Regions from separate parts of the Triticum aestivum genome. Here region 1 is linked to region 2. A link is a contact called in public Hi-C data. All regions are on one chromosome and are shown on one strand. The core of a region is the stretch at or near the end of the contact, and the rest is flanking DNA. Distances in the headings are between cores, read along the strand shown.

Region 1 (6,600 bases), core at 3,528-6,027, 530 kb after region 2:
TGTTAAAGAAACCATGTATAATTCAAGATGAGAAGAAATTGCCACTCGTCTGCGCGTGTTGAGCCCCTTGTATTGACGAATAGGGGTGTGACCATTTATTTGGTATAAGTAGCGCCGCCGGACTCGATTAGTTGTATCTGAGATCTTGACGACCTATTGGATGCTTTCGCTTGTCCGGGCGCCTTTAGTGTGCGGCTGCCAAGGCAGCCTCACTCTCTTCGGCGCGCAGAGATCGCTTGATATTTCTGTGCACTGTAATGATGCCACGTGGACCGGGCATCTTGAGTGTGAGGGAAGCGTAGTGTGGTATTGCATTAAAGCAAGCGAAAGCTTCACGTCCGAGCAGTGCTTGATAGCCACTTTGAAACGGAGCAATGTGGAAAGTTAAATGCTCGCGACGGAAGTTATCGGGGGAGCCGAATATAACTTGTAGTAGGAGGGAGCCCGTACAACGAGCCCCTGGGCCTGACATTACTCCTTTAAAGGTAGTATTGCTATGGCGAATTCGTGTTGGGTCTAACCCCATCCCGCAGATTGTATCCTGATATATTAGGTTTAGGCTACTGCCGCCATCCATCAAGACTCTTGTGAAGTGATATCCGCCAATTATTGGGTCTAATACCAGGGCAGCCCATCCTGCGTGTCGGATACTTGCTGAGTAATCGCGATGGTCGAAAGTGATCGGTTGAGATGACCAGTGGCAGGACTTCGTGGTGACAGGCACTTGGGTATATTTTCCTGAGAGTGCCGTGTTGTTTTTTCCCTTGATTACGTGTAACACGTTTACTATTTTGACTTTTGGTGGAAATTTCTTCTGTTCCCCCGTGTCTTGCTTGGGGGGCTCGTCCTCGTCTTCACTTGGTGTATCCTCCCTCTTGTGTACGGCGTTGAGCTTGCCGGACTGCTTGAAGACCCAACATTCTCTATGGGTATGATTAGCAGGTTTACCAGGGGTACTATGAATCTGACATACTTGGTCCAGAATTTTGTTGAGGCTGGACAATTCATCACTGGTGCCTTTAGGGGGCGGCTTTTGACCTGGCCGAGAGCTTTTGAATCCGGCATTTACTGTCGTGCCCATCGTTCTGTCTTCTTTATTTCGGCGTTTGTTATTGATGTTGCGCCGTGATTTCCCGTTTCCATCTCTAACTTCAGATGTACTGGGGTCGCTGGTGCTGCATCTGGCTAGCCAGCTGTCCTCACCCGCGCAAAAGCGAGTCATGAGGTTTGTTAATGCGGCCATCGTTCTCGGCTTATTTTGGCCGAGATGTCTGGCGAGCCATTTGTCACGGACGCTATGCTTGAAAGCTGCCAAGCCTTCGGCATCCGGACAGTCGACAATCTGGTTCTTTTTAGTAAGAAACCTGTTCCAAAGCTTTTGGGCTGACTCTCCGGGCTGTTGAGTTATATGACTCAAATCGTCCGCATCCGGAGGTCGGACATAAGTCCCTTGAAAATTTGCCCGAAAGGCGTCTTCGAGCTCTTCCCAACTTCCAATGGAGCTTTCGGGGAGGCGTATGGATATCATCTCCTCGAGCCATATGGATATGAAGGATGTAGTCCTCAATCCAGACCCCAGGGTCTGTTGTTCCGTCGTATGCCTCTATGTTTACGGGCTTGAATCCCTCTGGAAATTTGTGGTCCAGCACCTCATTGGTGAAACATAGGGGGTGTGCGGCACCCCTGTAGCTGGGTGTACCGTGTTGTTCGGATGTTTGTTGTGTTGCATTGTATGCTGGGGCGCGCTTGTGTGGTCCATAGATGGATCTTGTTGCGCCGTCCTTTGGGTGCGAGCCCTCGCATGGGTCGCGTATTGTATCATGAGCGGCGTTTTATGTCGCTCTGTGTTGGTAGAGGGGTCGTCTATCCGACCAGGTGACTGCTTTGATATTTGGTTGTGGGGGTTCTGAGGCCTCCTCATCGAATTCGGGTAGCAGCTTCCGCTTTGGGTAGCCCTTGGAGGGGCGATTGTCGCTGTACCTTGCTGCAGTGTTGAGTATTTTACTCCATCTGATTTGGAGTGTGTCTTGCGCGGCCTTGAGCCTTTGCTTCTGCTTTTTCAGACTCCTCGCGGTGGCAACAAGCCTTTTACGGGCCGTCTGCTGCTCCGGGTGTCTGTCCGGTGTTATGTCGTCCGGACCATTATCCTTGATAGGATTTGTTTGTTCGGTTTGATTATCCGGATTGCCGTTGTCCGGCAGCGGTTCGCCCTGTTCCAACGCTGGGTCTGTGTGATCGCTATTTCTGTCGAGGCGGGATTTGGGGCGGCGCTTGCGTCGCCGCTTTGACTGCTTTTCGAGGGAACAAGCCTTCGGTGCGTCCTTCCGCTCCTCGTCGTCATCTTTTGGTGCGTCCACCATGTATATGTCATATGACGAGGTGGCGTTCCAGGGCTCAATAGGCGCTGGTTCTTCATCGTCTCCTTCATCGGCGTCCATACCGTCGATGTCTTCAGAGTCGAAGTCGAGCGTGTCGGTTAAATCGTCGACAGTGGCTACAAAGTGGGTGGTGGGTGGGCTTTGAATTTCTTCATCGTCCACATCCCAATCTCGCTGACCGTAGTCCGGCCAGGGCTCTCGTGACAAAGAGAGAGACTTTAGTGATTTTATAATATCGCCAAAGGGCGAGTGCTGAAAGATGTCCGCGGCAGTAAACTCCATGATCGGCGCCCAATCGGATTCGATCGGCAGAGGCGCAAATGATTCGGAGTCCGGAGAGGAGTCCGGCTCCTTGGAATCATGAGTCTCGTGGAGTGCGGGGCTGGTGTTCCGCTCGATCGCCGTTAGGATCGCAGCCCCCGAGGCGGCGTCCAACCACCCATCCTCGGTCGGCGCGGTTGGCTCCGAATTAAGGGTCGAAGCCGATGCGGGTGCGGCCTTCAGGGCACTGTTAGGCGACAGAGCTAGATCATGCTCGTCGTGGCAGTGCGGCGCGCTCGACAGTGGCTCGAATCCGTCGAAGATCAAGTCCCCGCGGATGTCAGCCGTATAGTTTAAACTTCCAAATCTGACCTGACGGCCAGGGGCATAGCTTTCGATCTGCTCCAGATGGCCAAGTGAATTGGCCCGCAGTGCAAAGCCGCCGAAGACAGAGATCTGTCCGGGGAGACAAGTTTCACCCTGGACCGCAACACTATCGATGATCGTAGGAGCCATCAAGCCTGACGGCGACGACATAGAGTAACTCTCAATGAAAGCACCAATGTCGGTGTCAAAACCGGCGGATCTCGGGTAGGGGGTCCCGAACTATGCGTCTAGGCCGGATGGTAACAGGAGGCAAGGGACACGAAGCTTTACCCAGGTTCGGGCCCTCTCGATGGAGGTAAAACCCTACGTCCTGCTTGATTAATATTGATGATATGGGTAATACAAGAGTAGATCTACCACGAGATCGGAGAGGCTAAACCCTAAAAGCTAGCCTATGGTATGATTGTTGTTCTGTATCTTGTCCTACGGACTAAAACCCTCCGGTTTATATAGACACCGGAGAGGGTTAGGGTTACACAAAGTCGGTTACAATGGTTAGAGATCTGCATATCTGTATCGCCAAGCTTGCCTTCCACGCCAAGGAAAGTCCCTTTCGGACACGGGACGAAGTCTTCAATCTTGTATCTTCATAGTCCAGGAGTCCGGCTGAAGGTATAGTCCGGCCATCCGGACACCCCCTAATCTAGGACTCCCTCAGTTCTCGTATCTAAATAATTTTTCATGTAATTTTAAGTCACGTTTTTAATTAAATATTGATGTGTCCATACAAAAGTTTTCATGCTATAAGATTTTTTATGTTATTTTAAAAAGTTTATATAGTATATAAAAGTTTGTGTGCTTTCTAAAAAAAGAGCCTAGTACGCCCTCAGATGGAAAATCCTCACATGAATATTTGAATCATATAAACATTTTTTTATAATTCACTAATATTTTAAATTGTGTGAATATTTTTTTAAAATAATACGTGAATTCTTTTTGAAATTACATGACCATTTTTAGATTATGTTTCGCTATACAGTCATACATAGTAATTATACTTTAGATACATGAGACCTTGTTGGCTGGTGTGGTATCCGTTGCCGCTCTATTACCTTTTGTCATAGGTTCGAATTCACTTGTTTTAATTTTTATTCTGCATTTTGTGATGTTTCCCTCCGAGGGCCTTTGCAAGAAAAATAGTAAAATTTACGGGTTACCAATGGAGGTGCCCTAAAGTGACTTTTCTTTTCAAGTTTGAACACCAATGGTGTAATTGACTATAATTTATAATTTGCTAACTAAATACATGGTCAAAAATTAACATAAAAATACAAGGGGGGCTTATAAAACCAGACATGGGAAGTAATTGCCTTGAATCTTCACTGATCACACGATGTGAGACCGTGCAAAATACAACTTTGGACTTGCATTCTTCGCAAAAAAAAAAACTTTGGACTTGCATGTGGTGTCAGGTGTGTGTTTGGTCTGTTTGTATCATATACGTATGGTCGGCACACATGCATGTGCAGTTCCAAATGGAAGAGCCGAAAAGTTGGACACGGCCAAACTAATCGTTTCCCTGGCTATATATTCTGCTTCGGATTTCGTAGGGAAACCGACTCCCCTACGGAATGAGTCTGAAAGCGGTAAACTTGACCAGAACCTGCCATCAAGATTGACAGTGAAGTTCCCGCCAAAAAAGAAAAAGATTGATAGTGAAGTTGACGAATGTTACACGGCTATAGCCCATAGCTGTTGACCGATCGTCCGCGTGGTTAGAAACGGAAGATTCTCTTTCACAACAGTAAGCCACAGTTGACACGCTATGCTGACGCGTTTGCCACGTTCACAAGGGACTTCATTACAGCATGCACGTCGCTATTAAATATACATTTTTCTTTGGCTCGCAAATTATTTTTGACTGATGAAGAGATGGTTGTCGAGGTAGGAATTGAAGCGACGACTGAACTGAAGTTCAGTCCTATCAACCTGGCACAGCATCCTCCGCTTTTGTATCTCTGTAGCTAGCTGCACAGTGAAAGAAAAGAAGAGACTACTAACCACTTCATTACGGATCGCTCTCTAGCTTGTGTAGCCATCGACGAGGCCAGGTCGCAACTGCTCCGGCCCGGCCCGGCCCGATCGATCCCTTCGCTGCCAACGGACAAAAGAGTTCCATCCAAGACAAAAGCATGCTTAGCATAAGCAACAAACGGAAGCGGTGCAACTCGGCCATCATGAGAGTCCTTGCACACCGCCTTGATGGCCAGCCGCACCTTGATTTGCATTGCAAGGTGGCGAAATTAGGCCCGGAAAGCCGTCCTGACCCGTCCCCGCCAACCCATGTGGTTAGCCAAATCCATGGCCGTTTGGGCATGCTGGAGCACACAGTACGCCGTGACCTCGGTTGGTTCGGCGGTACTGCTCATGGGCATGTGAGGGCAGGTGCGTGGGCGTGGACGAATGGAGCGCTAATCAAAGGCTGTGGCTTGTGTGATCTCATGGTAGTACTCCAACAGGTCCAAGCGATTAGGATTGCAGGTTTGACCATTGGCGTTGGACGGCGGCGTGCGTGTGGTTCGGGGCCCGACTGCTGCGGATTTCTGTGGTAACGCGCGGGGAGATTTGGTCAGGGGTTAGTGGTGCCCGAGAAGTTGACGGGCGTGTGCGGGCGGAATGGAGCGGTTGGGCACGGCCGCACTGAGCGGCTTCAGTGCTTCGCCATGGATGGACTGGTCGAGCTCGACCGCTGGCGCTGGGGCTAGAGTCTGACGGAGTCTGGACTCTGGATGAAGCAGCGAGCACGGCAAGTTGCGATGTTCGCCTTGATGATGATTGCGAGCGCACCATCGGGTAGTAGGGGAAATACGTGTGTTCCTCTGAGTGCGCACCCTAGCATACTTCTTGAGTTGTGTGGCGTCCATATGATTCCTGAGTTGGACCAAGTGCGGCCGCCATACTCAACCCAGATGTGTGTTTAGATTGCCACCTTAAATAAACCATTAATTAACAAAGCTCACATCTGTCATGAATACACTCACCCAATCCACGTCTACTAGCATAGCATAGAAATAATAAGCAAACGTAGAAGTAACTTTCAAAGGTTTGATAATTAGACAGGTAATAGGTACTACCTCAACTACTTTCCAAACCCACAATTTAATTAGATCCTAATCATGCAATGTGTAAGGATTGATCTAATGCAATAAAACTGGGTAGTAGGAGGTATGATCAAAGTGTTATTTGCCTTGCCGATAATCCGGAAAACCTAGCGATTCGAAGTAACAAGCGGCGCACTCCGGGTACTCTATCGCAAACAAACAAGCACACAATAAGTACTCAACTAATGCACATGTAAAACTCAAATAAGAGATTTAATCAGAAATTTAACTTAAAAACTCCGGTTGGCAAAAAAAATCGAATCGAACGAAGCAACAAAAAACAAACGGCAAAAGAAACAGGCTTCGTTTACTATTCTGGATCTAAGGCAATTTTTACAGAAGCAAAAATTTATTTAAGTTGGTTAAACGGAAAGAGGATTTCGAGACGAAACTCCAGGCACTTGAATCGCCTGATTCCGATAAACGAGCGAAAAGATAAACTAAAACGAAAATCAGATAAAAAATCGCGGATT
Region 2 (7,322 bases), core at 1,876-4,375:
ATGTTGTGTATTTCATTTTACACTGGGGAAGTGGTTACATCCACAGATACATTGTTACCATGGGTTACATACATCCCTCCATGTGTTACTTCACTTCAGTCATTATCTGATCCATGAAGGAATCGGCTCTTTTTTTGCAGGGCATGAAGGAATCAGCTTAACTGATGTAATAATGCCCAAACTCAAAACAGAAAACAGAATGCACACGCATAGCATGCTTATTACAGAAATTACACACATAACATGCTTATATATTACATAAATAAATGAGCAAAACAGTTTTTATTTTAATAATAAGGAAAGACAGGTTAAAATCTCAAGGTCGTGCATACGTCAACCAAAGAATTTTCAAAACCATGTCCACTGATGTCCAAACAAAAGTTCACAGATCAAAACACCATCCAACATGAAAGCTTTGCTGATAACCAGAAGCGCGCCTGTGAATAGCGCAGGAGGCCCCCGCCATATGCTCAAGAAGCAAGTTGGTTCTGACTCAAGAAAGAAAACATCCCTTTGTACTTGGCAGCCACGAATTGGCGTGATAGCATGCTTATCGGTGGCTCCTTGCAGCAGCTGGAGCTACGCTTGATCTGTTCCATGGCCTTCATGCTTATCGGCGGCTCCTTGCAGCAGCTGGAGCTACGCTTGATCTGTTCCATGGCCTTCAGAACAGGTACAGGGGGCATGGCTTCTTCCACTGCGGCACTAGCCGGTGGCTGCCACGGCGATAACTTATGATATTCAGGAACACTAGTATCAGTTCTGCTGGTAATGCTGCTGCCATATGCCTTCCGATGGTGAGGATCACTAGTGTCAGTTCTGCTGCTGCCACCATTGCTACTGCGGTGGGAAGGTTTCTTATCTCTTTTACTGCTGCTGCTGCTGCTGTGGTGAGAATGCTTCTTGTCCTTTTTGCTGCCACTGCTAGTGCGGCTGCTGCTGCTGCTGCCCTTTGGGGGCTTGTATTTGTAGTGGCTCTTCCTTGAACTTCTCTGGTGCGGCTTCACTGTGTGTGAGTCAGAAGTAACAGGAGGATCATATACGTCAGGGGCCCATGAAACACTCAACTTTGTCACAATTCCCCGCTTTGCACGGCTTCCTTTCATTGCAGAAACCAACAGTTCAGTCCCCTGCATATACAGTATGTTACAAATCACCATCCAAGTAGAGGACAGAACATTTAACACAAGCAATAACACTATGTGGTCATACTCATTTTCAGAATTCAGAGCAACAGTCGGACAATAATGAATGAAAAATATATTAAGAAATAAGAGTAGAAAAAAATAACAACATCATTCTTGGGTCAATTCAAACAAATATCGAAGATGACAAGATCGTATCAACACAATCAATTTACCCATACAATGACAAGCTATGATACCTCGTAACAGGTAGAAAAAGGAGCAGCCAATCATAAGAGCAGAATTACATTTAGCTACCCGAAATTCTAAACAGGTAATAATATGTTCTAAGAAGCAAGAGTCAATATGTTAAAAACTAAGCGTCCAACACTTAAAGCACATTTTTATATGAGGAGCCGCATAGCTATTGGCCTATTGCCAATCTTTTTGGCAAAAAGATGACAAGAAGAAACGCTTTGGCTAGCAAGATAAGACAGATTAGGAAGAGTCCATGCGTGTACTGCAATCAAATACTTACATTGGTTGAGGAATTTCCAATCTCTGAATTTCCAGTTGATGATTTAGACGCATTCCCGGCAGTTAAGGCTGACGATGTGACCACCTCAGTGTCAATATCAACCAAATCATCAGCCGAATCTGATTCTACAGAAAGTGAATCCCCATTTTCGTCAGAGTCTTCACTCAGATCTGTCTCTTCATCATCATTGTCATTATAGACACGCATCACCTCAGCAAGAGCCAAACTGATTTCCTTGACAACCAAATCATCTTTCACAGATGCTATTCCAGCTTCAGACTTTTCATCTTCAGGTAGAGCACAAGAGCTGTGCTCAAAACCTGCTTTTTCGCAGGTGCTGCGGCTGAGACATGAGCTGCTGCTCACACCTTCGGCACTGCAGTCTACCAAAGGTCCGCCCATCCACAAGCTAAATCCGAAGTTCAGAAGACAACTTCCTGCTTAGCAGGGAAAAACAAAAATTAGAATAGAACAAGTAAAGGACTTCTTAAGGACCACACCCTAGATTACTAGATGAAGTTAAGAAGCCCATACGATAGAAATAGGTGCACATATATTGCTCATATTTAAGTTCATTCGATCTAAGTCAACATTTCTGGCAAAGTAGGTAAACCAAATATTAATTGTTGTACTAAAGCAGCGAAAATTAATATGGATCAAGCGAGTAGTATTTTATTAAGCAACTAAAGCATTCACTCCATGATATAATTAACGAGTATAACTGCATAAGACAATAAATATTCGAAAGAATCGTAATTCCATCATTGATATGGACACAATTTCATTGCATTTGCAATTCCACCAGAAGAGTAAACTGGCATATTTTCACATATACTAGAAAAAATGACCAGGCAAATTTCCCATACCTCTTTCCTTGGAGAGACAGCAATCACCACCTCCAACAGACCAAATCTCTTTCGATCGGACCTGCTGATCGAAATCGAACACAGACACCAAACCCGCGCAAACGCAGAAGGCAGAGATGTAGCACCTAGCCCTCACAACCGGACAATCCTCAGGACGAGCACAAGGAGCGGATCGAACCGAAGGTCGTGGGCGACGAGGGGGAGGCAAACGTCAGAGGCAATTACTACGATTGCCAATACTACTACTACTAAAACGATGCGAGGAGGAAAGCTTGAGGCGGTGCGAGCAGGGGAAGAAGGAGTTCCCGGACGCGACGGCGCGGAGGCTGGTGGTGGGGTACGCGGCTGGCGCCGCAGACATGGTGTCCGCGCGGTGGGCGCCGCAACGCTGCGGTGCCTCCTAGATATCCAACTTGTCGGGTTCCGGCGACCGGGACGACGGCGGGCGGAGAGGAGGGAGCGGCGGGCGGGAGGGAGGGCGGGCGCGCCGAGGTCACGCCCTGCTAATGGGTCGGCCTCACCGGAGCTGAGATTCGGGGCGTCGACGGCGAAGAGGGATTTGGGGATCGGATCAGGGCGAGCGAGGCTTGCGGGACGGGAGCGGGTGTGCGTGGAGGCCGGAGCGGGTCGGGTCCCGGGATTATATACCGTGCCGCCTGACGGGTGGGGCCAGGGTACGGGCGAAGGGAAGTGGATGACAGGCTGGGCGCCAGCGCGTGGGGCCCGGGTGCAGCGGGGGGCGGCCGGGTCAACAGGTACAGCGCGGCGGGAAGAAGGTGCGGCACGGAAGGCGCGCCACGTCGGCCGGACGCCCGGGGAAAATTCAGACGGGGGTGGCGGGAGGGGGGGAGGCGGTTGTCGTACTCCGACTCGTCCTGTTTTGGACCGGGGAGGGGAGTGATCAAGCCGGCGGGTACGATCGGCACGGCTATTTTGCGATCGGGATCTTTTCCTGCCCTCTTTTGGGGTCACCGCTCAAATCTGTCTCCTACATTCGGACGGGTCGTCCAGTCACGTTTTTTCAATCTCAAACGGACGTCTTAAACAAGTCTCAAATGTTCGATCTGACCGGCATTTTTTATATTCAACCTAAATATGAGGCGGATATAGGTGGCCCGGGCATGTCCGGTCGCGTCCGTCTGACAAGCCCGGCCCACCACCGACCCATGGATGTCCCACAAGAAACCCCATAGGCCTCGTTGATTCAAAACCATATCTCACCCATTCTCCTCTCGCGCTCCGTCCTCTCCTCTCCCCTCACCGATTCCGATCGAATCTGGCCAATGTCGAGCTCCGGCAGCCGCTCCGACAACGAGGTGGATCCGGAGTACGAGCTTGCCCTCCGCATCGCCTTGGAGCGGTCCAAGGTGGACACCGGGGGCAACTCTAGATCTGCAGCCTCGCCGCAGCCGCCGCTTCCCCGTTGGCGCATCTCGGACACCGGCGCTGGCCCCTCCTGGCCCATGGGCAGCTCCGACAGGCGGCCGGCGCTATCCACGCCTCCCCTACGCCGTCCTCTCGCCCCGCCGTCTGCCCCCTTCGTGGGCAGCTGTGGGTGCTTGTGCATGCCCCGCCGACTCGCACGCGCACGCCGGAGTTGGAGGCGCCCGCCACCTTGCGCGAGAGGCAGCGGGCAAGGGAGAGGGATGCTGTGGAGAGCTCTGTCCGTCGCCGGCGTGGGCCGGCGGAGCCCGACGAGGACGAGCGGCTCCTCCAGTGGGTCTACCGCCGATCGCTTACGGCGGCGGAGAAGGACGCTCGGCGGCTCCGCCGGAAGAATGCGAAGGCTCTCCGGCTTGCCATCGAGCAGTCCGAGCAGGAGGCGACAGAGAAGGCAGCGGAGGCGGCTCGGTTGGCCAAGCTCAGACGCCAGCAGGACCGAGTCATCCAGCGCCTCAAGGGCCTCGTCATCGTCAACTCCTCCTCCTCCTCCTCCGACGACCACGTCTCCTCATCCGACGAATCGAACGATCCTCCATCAGCCGTGGACTCCTACAACAGCGCCAGAGATCGGAAGGGCAAAGAGCCGGCGGCAAGGAAGTGGTGAAGAAGGTCTCTATTTATGTTTGATTATCATTTTTACTGTTTGAACTTGTCCGACGATGAACTGTGCCGATCTTTTGGATGATGTAAAGTGAGTTTATGTGCATTTCATTCTCCGTTTCATGCCGATTTCTTTGTACATTGTTTGATCACGTAGAGTAGTTCATCACGTGCATGCGTAGTATGGATATAGGATATTGGATATGAGATACATGGATGTAAAGAGGCAAATTTAAGATGTGCTAGGTGTCTGCGGGCGTTTGAGGGGTCAGGGCGCTGTAGATGCTCTCACGTCCGACGCGTGACGAGTGATTATTTCGGCTTTGCTGTGCCTGACAGCAACCTGCTTCGTGGCCTTCGGCATCGCTACCGGGTGCGTGCTATGCCGGCCTTGCCGCCTCACGACCGGCGACCCTTCTCCGCCGCCGCCTCGCACGACATGTGTGGAACGTTGTACGTGCACCGTCTATTGTTTTTCTAGTTAATTGAGGCTCTTTGGTCAACTGGCTGACATATTCTAATAACTTCTCAGATGGTATCGAGGCCGAGTGAATGATGAATCTTAAGTCAAAAATCCAAATTAAGAGTCACAAAAGGTTTACAGAGGCTGCTCATCACTCGTCATGGACGAGGATCCTTTTAAGAGTAGCTGACCGCTTAGTACTAGGATACAAATGAATGAGTTATACCACCTCCATTCCTAAATATAAGTCTTTATAGGATTTCAATACAAACTATATACAAATGTATATAGACATGTTTTAAGTGTAGATTCACCCATTTTGCTTCGTATGTAGTCCTTAGTAAAATCTCTAAAAAGACTTATATTTAGAAACAGAGGGAGTACTTAACACACATCTCCAAACCCGAAACGCAAGGCAACATGAAGAGCACCGAGCCAACAGTTTCATACAGTACGCTCTCTAGAAACCAACGGTCAGCTGAAGAAATCCAATCGGACCAGTCGTCCTTCTTCTGTAGATAGAATAGTCGACCGCCCACAATTTCGTGACGGGCAAGCACCAGGGCCGGACTATTCTGCTCTGAAAATAGCTGGCGTCCACACGGAGTAGCTGGCGGCTGCACGGTACACATTCGATGGGAATAACATTCTCTCGGCAGCAATTGGTGGGGAAATAGCCTTTTTGCCGCCAAAAGAAAAGGATAAGATTCTTTCGGCAATTGGAAGGGATCAGTCGAGCTTCATTCGTTCATTCTGCCTGGAAAGGAACAATGCCACGTACTACATCATGTGCGCACACATGCCCAAACAAATGAACCGACGAAGAATCCACAGTGCATTTGGACTCTTTTCCCCGAAACGAATATCTTGACACTTGCTGCACTGCGGATGCCTTTATCTGCACAAAAAGTTGGGAAAAAAACTGATACTGTGAACAGTTCCGAAAGGCCACATATCTTCCTCGTTGCCGGTTATCCATTCGAACTATGCTAATAATGAACTATGTACGTGCAAGTGAGACACGATGCTCTTCTATCTTGAAAGCAAAATGTGCCGAGGGTGAACGCGAATGCAAATTCTAATAAGAAATGGCATAAAAGGAAACATAATATGGCCGAGGCTATCAAGAGCTACGGACAGCTACTTAGCCGTACCTTGAGGCAAATGAAGATCCGATGGTGAACAATGGGTCTTACTTCAGTCTCTTCCGCTTTGCTTGTGGCTCATTACCAGATGCGCTTGTATCACTACTATTCTGCATAGGATGATATTTAACTCGTCTCAATGCTTCCTCATACTCATTCAACTTGAGCTTCTCCTTGTTCTAGCAAAGAACCAAAAGCACAACTATGGTGAGGGCTAGCCTTGTCAACCATTTGCAATTTTACCAAAATCGAAGATGACATACGTAAGCATTCTTGTAAGTTGCTATTTGTTGCTTACAAACTTTCAGCTCCATGTGTAGAGCACTAAGACGAGAATCAACAGGAACAGTGCATTGCTGAACCAACTGTTTCTGACGCCCATGAACAACTTGTGGTTGCCACACGTTTAATGCCACCGAAGCTCTTCTGTCAACATCTCACGACAACAATAAATTGGAATATCAGTATATACTGATGAGGAGTGCTGAAACATACCAGAATAAGTAAAAAATCACAAAAAAGATGTATTCTTATACTGATGTCTAAACCTTCAGTTTCCCTGGCTGAGAAGGATTGCAGAGATTATTTGTTTTTGTCAGGTGAGCAGATAATGGAGTATTTTGTATAGCTTATTGCCTGCTGAACTATAAATAAACCTTGTTTTTTAACTCTGTACAAGCATGTTAAGACATCAATACTTAAAAGTTAAAACAAAGCCGATTGCATTCATAAGCATTGTCCATTATCCTAAATTCCTAATGAGCTGCTTCACAAGTTTGTATTTGTCTTGTCTCCTTCATACGACATGACGGTTGCTCGAGCCACTGAAGCAACACCTTTAACAAAAACCTAAATAAACAACAACAGCAGCGGCAACAGGAGCAACAACAAAGCCTCTAGTCCCAAACAAGTTGGGGTAGGTTTAACAAAAACCTAAATGCATGTAAGAAATGGTGAAGGGGTCACTGCAGTCTAGTTTGTCAGATATGGTTGTATTGGACTGAATATCTACATGTTTCTTGGTGTTCTACTTTGTCAGATATGGTTGTATTGGACTGAATATCTACATGTTTCTTGGTGTTCTACTTTGTCAGATATGGTTGTATTGGACTGAATGTTGAGTTGTCACGTTCCGTATATGTG

What was found. Hi-C and Micro-C count contacts between places; a contact is called where the count stands out from the background.
Region 1: a contact with region 2 is called in a Hi-C map of leaf, with 9 times the contacts expected there. The contact joins the enhancer-like site here to the promoter of LOC123062393 in region 2. A contact is called at or near these places in 2 of 5 Hi-C or Micro-C datasets (both in leaf).

The regions. Positions count from the first base shown.
Region 1 is chr3A:585,937,509-585,944,108 of IWGSC CS RefSeq v2.1, forward strand. No RefSeq gene overlaps it. Among protein-coding and RNA genes, the nearest start is that of LOC123062401, 46 kb to the right of the region's middle. Within about 2 kb of position 4,778, at least 1 of the 8 cell types and tissues checked has an H3K27ac peak or open chromatin away from gene starts, as enhancers often do. A contact at or near this core is called in leaf, where this site is marked.
Region 2 is chr3A:585,405,956-585,413,277 of IWGSC CS RefSeq v2.1, forward strand. LOC123062393 reads right to left here and starts at 3,126. Exons shown (of 3, transcript XM_044485885.1): 1 at 2,529-3,126; 2 at 1,663-2,099; 3 at 1-1,130. The coding sequence starts at 2,064. The coding sequence ends at 471. LOC123062397 (F-box protein SKIP24) reads right to left here. Exons shown (of 5, transcript XR_006429651.1): 3 at 6,478-6,605; 4 at 6,189-6,358; 5 at 5,121-5,932.